2 separate regions of the Sus scrofa genome follow, and region 1 is linked to region 2. A link is a contact called in public HiChIP or PLAC-seq data. All regions are on one chromosome and are shown on one strand. Each heading gives the region's core, a stretch centred on a gene start, on an enhancer-like site or on the middle of the called end of the contact. The rest is flanking DNA. Distances are from core to core; before and after follow the strand shown. Region 1 overlaps LOC106506502 (a long non-coding RNA gene). Region 2 overlaps LOC102159433 (a long non-coding RNA gene).

What was found. HiChIP or PLAC-seq counts read pairs in DNA pulled down with a chosen protein or histone mark.
Region 1: an H3K27ac HiChIP or PLAC-seq map of alveolar macrophages shows a contact between it and region 2. The contact joins two enhancer-like sites. A contact is called at or near these places in 2 of 2 datasets of contacts at active chromatin or transcription factors (alveolar macrophages and skeletal muscle).

What each region holds. Positions count from the first base shown.
Region 1 is chr16:37,152,936-37,158,123 of Sscrofa11.1, forward strand. LOC106506502 (a long non-coding RNA gene) reads right to left here. Exons shown (of 4, transcript XR_002339610.1): 2 at 2,343-2,514. Among named protein-coding and RNA genes, the nearest start is that of PLK2, 150 kb to the right of the region's middle. Within about 2 kb of position 2,411, at least 22 of the 83 cell types and tissues checked have an H3K27ac peak or open chromatin away from gene starts, as enhancers often do. A contact at or near this core is called in alveolar macrophages, where this site is marked.
Region 2 is chr16:37,016,741-37,021,782 of Sscrofa11.1, forward strand. All of the region lies in intron 6 of LOC102159433 (a long non-coding RNA gene), which reads left to right. Among named protein-coding and RNA genes, the nearest start is that of MIR9799, 280 kb to the left of the region's middle. Within about 2 kb of position 3,576, at least 1 of the 83 cell types and tissues checked has an H3K27ac peak or open chromatin away from gene starts, as enhancers often do. A contact at or near this core is called in alveolar macrophages, where this site is marked.

The DNA of each region.
Region 1 (5,188 bases), core at 1,161-3,660, 140 kb after region 2:
TTTAATATGCTTGAAATTTTTTTTTTCAAAGACCTGCTTTAATACTTCTACATTAAAACTAGTGATAAATCCTTTAAGGATAGAACTGAAAAAGATGGAAAAACTTCAAACATCATCCTAAGCAAACCAATCAACCCCCACGCACCATTTTATAATGTCCTTTATGTTCTATCCTTAAAGTAAGTTAAAAGAAGCATACTCTGTTTCCTAAGACCCTATTAATCCATGCTATATTTCAAAGTCTCTGCTTATGTCTTCTGTAGGAATGTCTTTCCCCTGTCATCACAAGCAAGGGTCTATCCATCCTTTGCAGCTGGTTCACCTGTCACCTCCTTTATTGAGACTTTCCTGCTCCTCCTTCTGTGCCCCCATAGCCCTTGGCCATCCCACCTGTGCTGACAACTGCCATGTACTCCCAGCACTTTTGCTTTGTGAGACTCTTTTTCTCCATATGAAAATATTATATTTTATAACTGCATTGTTGTAAAGAAAACATAATCTGAGCTGGATTCATTACCCATTTATCCATCACGATGATGATATTCATTTTCCAGTTCAGATTTTTAAAAATTAAACATTTTCCTGAGCCCCTAGATGCATTATAGACAATGCCTCCTATTAGTCATGTGTCAGTTGGCCCCATATCTTCCACTAAGACTCATGTAATAATTATTGTATTTACTATCTTCCCTCCCACAGAACAAGCTTTCATTCAAAAGCTTGAGAACCTCTTCATGGGAGGCTCTCTGAGAAAACACACAGTCTTTACAGTCTCAGAGAAAGAATAGTGGAGAATCTACTTACTCCTGTGTTTGCTGGGGCAGGGTAGCCACCCACTTTTGATATGACTAACTATGATTCCTACTTTTTTCCAGTGATAAAGCCACCTTATTATTGTTAGACCTAAATGTTCCTATTTTTAATGAAGTATTAAGGGAACAAATTTAGAAAAAACTAGTAATTGAGAACCCTGGAGACTTGTTTCCATTTTCAAAGTTTCCTTTGTTGATTGGTACTTTGTTTTTTAGAAAAGAGGCAAGGGTGTGTGTGTGCACACATGTGTGCATGTGTGTGCACATGCATGCACATGTTCACAAAAAAGTCTAAAAGGAATCTGGAAAATAAGGCTTTTCTGTACTTCAATCTAGTACCTTAGATTAACCAACATGAAACTAGACTGCCACCTACAACATGTAAACCCATGTCCATAATTGCTTACAAAGCCTATAGTGTTGTGCATATTAGTGAAATCTATATTTCCGGTGTTCAAGTCATCACCCTGCTTTGCTCCTAAAAATCCTAAGGCTGAGAGACTTGAAAACAAAAATTGCAAAACTTATGCTGTTGTCAATGTTCTTGACCTTCAAAGGCTTTGATGCCAGCGGTTTTCTAGACAAAGTTGCTGTCTAAGTGTTCTCATGGTCAAAGTTGCAACCAGCATAAATCACTCAGTCTCCTGTTCTTGAAAGAGCAGGCACATACACTGATTGCTTTTAAGATATGTTTTTTTTTCCAGCCATGGCAGATGTCTGGCAGAAAGCACTTAACTCTGACTGCCCTGTTACAGGGCTCAACAAATAAAACCCTCCCGGTACACAACAGCTCCTGAAACTTCCCATAGTTTTGAAAGAAGTGATTTTTGCGGCATGTCAAATAGTCTCTTCCAAACAATGTCCCTCTATTTCTTAATGGTATTTTCCCCAAATATTTGGAGAAGTAGTGTTGTAGGGGGATAGGCCATTAGGAATGCTGTTTGTTAGGGAGAGCTGCTGAATATATTGCTGTTACTTGTTACTTTTAGTTACTTTATTTCCTCTCATGGGAACTATTGTCATTTTCTCACACTTATATACTGTCTGCACAAAAGCATCTTTAGAAACTTCATTGTTGTTTTTTTAATTGCTCTGTAACAATTGAGCTAAATAAAAACAATATCCTTGCCAAACAAAGGCATTTCCAAAATCTGGTCCCTCTGGGTCCACTCCCACAGATGGCTGCCTGGACCTGAGCCCCTCCCCTCCAGTATAAAGAGAATATGTCTATCCCCTTTGCTGGTCGCCTTGTCCAAACACCAAAGGTTAATTACACTGCACTTTGATCTGGAGTGTAAAATCAAACACAACTAAAACCAAAACTCTCACACACAAAAACACCAAATTTCTGATGTGACTGATACTTTCATTGAGAGAACAAAATAAATGTAAAATATAGCTAAATCACAAACTTCAGGGAATAATAAAATTTTCTTGTAAATAATCCAGTTAAGGTAACAGCTGGTTTGCCCTGTGTTTAAAGTATCAGATTCCTTCAGAGGGACTTTCCCAAATTCAGATAGAACTCACACTGAACAGTGGTAATTCCTTCGGCATGTGGCATGTTCAGTGACCCAGGTTGCTGTGCAGGCTCCTTTCCAAGGGCAGCTCTCAGTTCTTCTCCTCCAGAGAGTGACAAAGTGCTTTCTTGCCTACTCATCGGCCCAGTGATTGCAAGCCCAGCATGAGTCAGCAATACCGGCTGTTAAAAAAAGAAACTGACATGATCCTGGGGTCTGAAGTATGAAGAGGTAGGAAGGGAAGAACAACATAATCCCCAGTGCACCCTGCCTGGTTCACACAGCCTGGATGACTCACCCAGTGCTGGGTCCCAACTAAGTCCCAGGTAGGGTTGCCAGATAAAACACGGAACACCCAGTTACATTTGAATTTCAGATGAACAACAAGCAGTAATCAGTGGGATGTTCAGACATCTACTTTTCTAATGGCCCTTCTCTGAAGACTCCCTGAATTCCTCACCTCTAGGTCCAAGGATCAATGATTATAGGAACAACCGGCATTTATAAAGAGCTTTCCGCATTTCCTTTTTTCACACTCATTAGCTTACTTTTTACTTATCTTTTCTACATGCCTGAAGCTTGATATTATGGCCCATTGATTGATAATACTAAAGGTTCACCTGAGTTAAGTCATTTACTAGTTACCCATTCTCATAAATATTGGGATTAGGATAGAAAGCTCTGATAGCAACTTCACTCCTTCCCCAATGCACTTTGTGTCTGTATTTTTAATAATAGAGTTTATGAAATTCTCCCAGATACTCCACTTATTTACCTTGGTTTACCTAGATTTTGAATCTTGTGAGGATAGAGACTGTTTCATATGGAATTTTACTATCCTCACGGTGCCCTAATGTTCAACAAAATGTCTATTGACTTTAATTGGATCACCAACACCTATGTTTTTTCAGGTTAGGAAAAGTTTTCTTCAGTACATTTTGTTCACCACATTTCTACGAGATAGATGACAATTGTAATTATATTCTACATATTTGCTAACGAGAACACAGTGAATTATTGCAGATAGTGGGGGTGGAGTCCAGAGCGCTTTTTCCCCAGTCCATCATCCTGTAATACTGTATGTGGTTTTATTAGCATTTCCTAGCAGGAGACCTCAGGGATCTCCTTCCTCTAGAGGTAATTAGTATGTGTTGATGAGAGAAGATATCTGTGATGGACCAAAGATTGTCTCAAAGGTGCTTTCAGAGCGTAAACAATAATCTAACCTCTCAGCCCTGGCTTGCTGAAACTGGTGATGTGTTTAGTTACTAGGTCTCTTAAAAGGCACATGAAAAAGATGCAACAAACATGACATAAATTTATCTTTAATGTCTTTTCTGTTACTGAATCTTGGTGTCCAACAGTTACACCCCAAATCTCCACTGGCATGTGCCATGCTGAGATAGTCAAAGTTGGCAGAAATTAAAAGATGTTTCCTGTATTACAGACAATGGAAGAGCCGGCTCTCTTTGGCAGGAGATACATATTTTACTTAAAAAGTGACAGCATACTAGCTCAAAATGGTGGTAAAAGGAAGTGGGTTTTAACCAGTTGGAAATGTATACTGGGCAAGCTCTATTACTGGCCCGAGTTCTATCTGTTCTCTTTATTCTGTGGTAGCTCCATGCTCTCAATTCAACAAGACTGGGATTTCCTGCTTCATTGAGCGACAATGCCAAATTCTGGCAGGATGCCTTTCTTTTTGCTGTCATCTTGTAACCACAGGTCCAGAGAGAGAGGAGCTCTTTTGAAATTGTTGCAGATTTTATATTACGTTCTTTTGACAAAAGCTCAATTTACTAAGCAATGCAGCAGAATGATTAAATAAATGCATGGATTTTAGAGACTGGATGAACTAGTTTCATATCCTCCACCCCATGAGACTTTCGGCAAGTAACTTAACTCCTCAAATATTCAATTTTCTTTTCTGTAAAATAGACGTAATGAGCTTGATTCATAGGATTTGGGTGAAGATTCAATAAAATACCATTAATTCAAATCATGTATCATAATGCCTAATATACAGAATATCCTTAATATCCTTACATATAACTATTATTTTTAAATATTTAAAGCAATAAAACATACTCCTAAAGTATTGGTCTCAGTTTAGCATTTATGAGAGAGCTATATATCAATTTCTGAAGTTAGGACCCAGGCATTAGTCATTTCTACAAGCTCTAGGTGATTCTACTTTGAGAAGAGAGTTGAGAACTACAGCTCTAACACAGGAATGATGTTAAAAATACTTCGGTGCAGAGTTCCCATTGTGGCTCAGTAGGTTAAGAATCTAACTAGTATCTATGAGGATGCAGTGTTGATCTTCTGGCCTTGCTCAGTAGGTTAAAGGATGTGGTGTTGCCTCAAGTTGTGATGTAGGTTGCAGACACTGCTGGGATCTGGCTCCAATTTGACCCTTAGCCTGGGAACTTCCATATGCCACAGGTGCAGTGCTAAAAAAACAAAACAAAACAAAAAATCTTAGGTGCCTAACGGGCACCCCCAATTAGAAAGAAAAGTTGATTAATCAGAAAGAATCCTGGAAGTAAACAACTAGTATAGCCAGGCAGTAGGCCAAGCAAATATCAGCCAACACTCTGGAATGAAAATACACTCCTCAGTCAGATAAGTTTGGAAGATGCTTCTTATTAAATATTGTGTAAGATGATAAAAGTCTCTGTTAAAATAATAGAAAAAAATAAATCAAATAAAAGGCTCTGAAAGGTCATGAAACTAAAAACAAACACCAGTTTACAAATATTCCAAACTAATGGGTGCATGGAATGCTTTTGTTAACATCAAGTAGCACATTTAATGGAAATGCTGAGAGAAAGGGAAGCATCCCAATTTTAAATG
Region 2 (5,042 bases), core at 2,326-4,825:
AATGTTTCATTGTCTCCCTTCTCTCAGGCAAAATAGAATAATGAACATAGACACAAATCTTTCCACATCCTCAAATCTAACTCAGAAGTAGAAACTCTCTGGTGTTCTCTCCCTAAAGATTTTAGATTCAATAGACACTTGGCTAACCCTAAAGTTTGGTTAACGTAGTCCATGGCAATCTATAATCAAATCAGTTGAAGTTATATTTGACTGCACTAATTCTGTCACCCTTGAAATTCACGAGTTTTCCATGGACTTCTCTGCAGACATAATGCTTTAAACTATTTTGCATATTACACAGGATAATACCATGATTAAATGACATTAAAAGGAGTTTGAATTTTTTTTTTTTTTTTTTTTTTGCCTTTTTTAGGGCTGTTCCCACGGCATATGGAGGTTCCCAGGCTAGGGGTCTAATCGGAGCTGTAGCCACCGGCCTACGCCAGGGCCACAGCAACGTGGGATCCGAGCCACGTCTGCGATCTACACCACAGCTCATGGCAATGCCAGATCCTTAACCCACTGAGCAAGGGCAGGGATCGAACCCGCAACCTCATGTCAGATTCGTTAACCACTGCCCCACGATGGGAACTCCTCAAAAGGAGTTTGAATTTTTGTTCATGATATAGTCCTCTCTTCTTTATGGTAGCTGATTTTTAATTTGCATGTAGAAAAATCTGCTACCTGGAACTTTTCAGGCTCCCCGGAAATAGATAAGTGCAAATTATTCATCAGCTCTAAAAGAAGTTTCCCTTAGACTCCCCCTCTCCAACTTAAATATAAATACCCTAAAGAACAAATGCTGATGCCAGTGTTTTTCTAGTTTTATAACATGTAGCAGCATACCTAAATGGATTTAAGGCTTCATTGAGAGTCATTATCAAAGATGACTGGAAGGCTAAATAGATTTCAAAGGAGCTTGCTTTGTTGTCTAAAGTTCAAGCCCATAATCCATGGTATTCAGGCTACACTATCAATGCAGTCCAGAAAAATTTTCCCTAGAATTGATTAGGAAACTGAAATCTTCCCTCAGAGAAGTCGTTCCATGACAAAGTCTTGAGCGGCAGCAGAAGGAGAAGTTGGATATGGAGGGAATGAGCACAGCAAATGTCCTTTGGAACCCAGGGGATTCAGTCCCCTCTGGGCCGACAGTGTGGGATGGAAAGATAGGAGCGGCCCAGGGCTGTGAGGGCCTTGCTAGGAAGAATTCAGAATACTCGCAGATGAGTTGTTACACATTACTACTGCTGTCCACTCAGACTGTCAAAAAATACAGTAGCCCTTTTTTCTCCCAATTCAGAAGAGTAGAGAAATGTTGGAAAAAGAAATGATTAGCTTACATGCCTTCTACTAAAATTCTTCCCAGTTCAAGAGGCTCTCCCGTGTGGGGTCTTGCAGGCAAAAAGCAATGCGGTTGAATTTAACAGAATTAAAGATTAATGGTGGTTAGATCAACGGTTGGCTGGACAAAAACACATACCATTGGATGGGATTCAAGCAGTTTTCAATATTCTCATCATTGAAGGTGAATAATAAAAGTGAACATGAAAAAGACAGGTATTTGGATTCAGTTCAGATGATTTCAATGGTTAAATGCCTCAGGAGCATTAACTCTCTTTCTCATAAATCTGCAACTTTTTTCCCTTTAATATTCGCAGAAATACCATATTTCCTGATTTGCACCTCTAACTATTTTAGGCCTGGGTCCAGAAGATAAGACAAATCATCAATCCAGCTCTTTAGACCTTTGATCAAGGTCCACAGTTCAAAAAGGGCCTTTGTTCTGCTTGTCTTTTAGGGCCTCTTAGTGCCATGGCTAGTGGCTAGTTGACTAGAGTGTCGTCATCTGTGCATGCAGGTTGGAGAAAAGAATTTTCCAGTATAGTTAGGTGAAAAGAAAGAAGAGCTTATTGAGATAAGAGACTGATGCTGCTAGTGAGGCAGAACCACTTCCTGATGATCAGGGAGAGCTGATGACCCTAGGTGCATGGTCATGTCTGTTTTTATGGCCCAAGGAGAGGAGAAGTCTTATGTTACACCTGTTGACAGGTGATTGGTTGGAAAAAGAGGGGTCTTAAGATACTCTTGCTGGTTGGTTGAGCACATATAATGCCCCTATAGGGGTGGGGTAGGGAGTGGGCTGCATACCTTTCCTAGTAGGGCATAGGAAGTAGTAAGCCAGGTTGCTCAAGGTAGGGGACAATGAGATGGGCGGGGGCAATGACAAAGGTCTGGCACTTCTTGTCTTGTCCAGAGGCTTGAGGTTCTATCTCCTTGAAGGGGTCTTGTAGCCCCACATTGAGTAAACTTTCTGTGGCCCTTTCCGTCCTTAATGACATCCCAGGCTGGGCTAGTCTTGTGGTAATACAGCGGCTGGATTTCACTGCCGGAAGTGGGTACCTTTTTGGGGAGAGTGAGGTGAGGCCCATGTCTAATTTATTTAATAGGTTGTAAACAGCTTTGGGATATTTCAGGACGAAAGACTTCATTTAAAGGCAAGATGTTATTATAAAGAGTGGTAATAATGTTAATAACAGTCATTAGTGTTCTAATAAAATATAAACAAAGGAAATGAGAACATGTACCTTTAATAATCTGATGCTAACACAATCAACCAAACAAAATAAATAAGTGAAACCAGCTTTTTGCTTCCTCTTCAGAACTGCTGATGATTTGCCCATTGAATATATTTACATCTTGGCAGGAGGGTATGTGAAAGTTATTATGTATCATAAGGAATAAAAAAAACACAAATGGTTCTTATATTCCTTCAGTACATATGAATCTAACTTCAGCCTATACTGAAAGGAAATAACAACTTGGCTGGGTACACTGTGTAAACCTACATGCTATCAATTGCCAAGAAAAAAAAGTACTTCTTTGTTCTAGCCAGTTTTTCCTCTCCTATGGGAAAAAGAAAAAGAGGGTCAGGAAGGGTTCTATGGGCACATGAATTGTATCGGATCACCTTCTCCTGCAAGGACCTCTAATTAATGTACTTTTGGAAAAATGCAAATATTCTTTGCTTAGACAGGGAACTAGAAACGAAGTTCTCATCTATTTATTTAATTTTGTGTGTGTGTGTCTTTTGAGGGCCACATGTGTGGCATATGGAGGTTCCCAGGCTAGGGGTCGAATCAGAGCTATAGCTGCCAGCCTACGCCACAGCCACAGCAACACCAAGTCCTTAAGCCACTGAGAGAGGCCAGGGATCAAACCCATGTCCTCGTGGATCCTAGTCAGGTTCGTTAACTACTGAGCCATGATGGAACTCCGAGCTTCTAATCTAGAGGTGTGTGCATAAGGCAATGTAGGGTGCCCAGGTAGGTAGAAACTGCCCTGTGGAAATATTTTCAAATGATGACGAAGATAAGCCAGTAATAACAATGTGTGTTTATCATAAATTAAGGGGCCTTTCCAATTCCCAAGTTTCCTTCCTCTGACAATTATGTATTTCAGTGTGTGTGTGTTTTCTTGCATCCATGTGACCAGATACTCCAGCGGACATTACCAACAGGAAATGCAGGGCGTGGGTGTCTGGAGGTGGTTGTGCTGGCAATAGACAGAGCAAACCTTTGAGAAGCAGGAACCTCTTCCAGGAAGTAGGGGGATGGGAAACACCATGCTTCTTAGTCAGTCTGTTTGTGAAGGGCTTTTCTTGAAACATCTAAGGCTTTGGATTTTTTCCTGGGAGAAAGAAGTAGGATTTAGACAAAGCAAGTCTTGAATCAAGATATAATCTTGCTCCAGAAAGGAATTAGAAATTATTTTCTTTCATAGATGAATGGTTTGCCTCACAACTAAATATGCATTTAAGGTGATGATGTGGCTTTGCTGTGTTTATTTTTTTTATTTTTAGGGCTGCACCTGTGGCATATGGAAGTTTCTAGGCTAGGGGTTGAATCATAGCTGCAGCTACTGGCCTACACCACAGCCACAGCAACTTGGGATCCAAGCTGCATCTCTGACTTATGCCACAGTTTGAGGCAATGCCAGATCCTTAACCCACTGAGTGAGTCTAGGGATCAAACCCGCATCCTCATGGATACTAGTTAGGTTCTTAACTCTCTGAGCCACAACAGGAACTCCCAGCTTTGCTATGTTTGCGTTTATTGTAATGGAAATTTTCCCTCTGCTTTAGGTGGGTGCCTCTATAAGTCATAGCGCTTGGAGGGAATTGCTTACCCAGAGAATAGATTGGTATATCCATTATGCTTACAAATTCATTCCTTCATTATTCATACTACAATTATCAATTGGGTGTTTAATGTAAAGCCGTCTTGGTGTTACTTTGAAATTATACAGGTATCGCAATTCTAAACTATCTTCTATGTGAAATCTGCTAAGATTATCATACTGATAACTGCCATATGAAGGAGTTAGATTCTAGGAGGAAAGTAGACAATTTGTGGCTAGTATTTCTGAGTGATGTCTATGTTACTGTCACTGCATTATGTCTCTTTCTATACATTATTTCATTAATCCACATTAAATAGTACTGACCATTCTTATTTTAGAGATGAAAAAATAAGTCTTAGAGAGGTTGTATCAGTTTGCTAGGGCTCCACAGACTGATTTGCTTAAACCATGCAATTGTATTTTTTCACAATTCTGGAGACTAGAAATCTGAGATCAAGGTGTTGGCAGGATTGGTTTCTTCTGAGAACTCTGTTTTGCTTGTAGATGGGCCACCTCCTCACTGCATCTTCACATCATCTTTCCTCTGTAGGTTTTGTGTCTCAATTTCCTCCTCTTATTAGGATACCGGTCATGTGGGGTTAGGACGGCCCTGTGTCCAAATATAGACCCATTTGGAGGTATTGGGGGTTAGGACTTGGTCATATGAGTTTAGGGGTGGGGAGGACACAATTCAGCCATTAGCAGAGGTTAAAATGAGTCTCTCAAGGTCAGATAAAGGGTAAGAGGTTCAGCCAGAATGTGAAGTTGCCTCCATCCCTCATTGTGAGCCTTAGAATGACTTGATGTAGTGGTTCTTGTCCTGTTTCCCTGGCTGGTGTCCTTCCTGAGCACCTTCTATATGC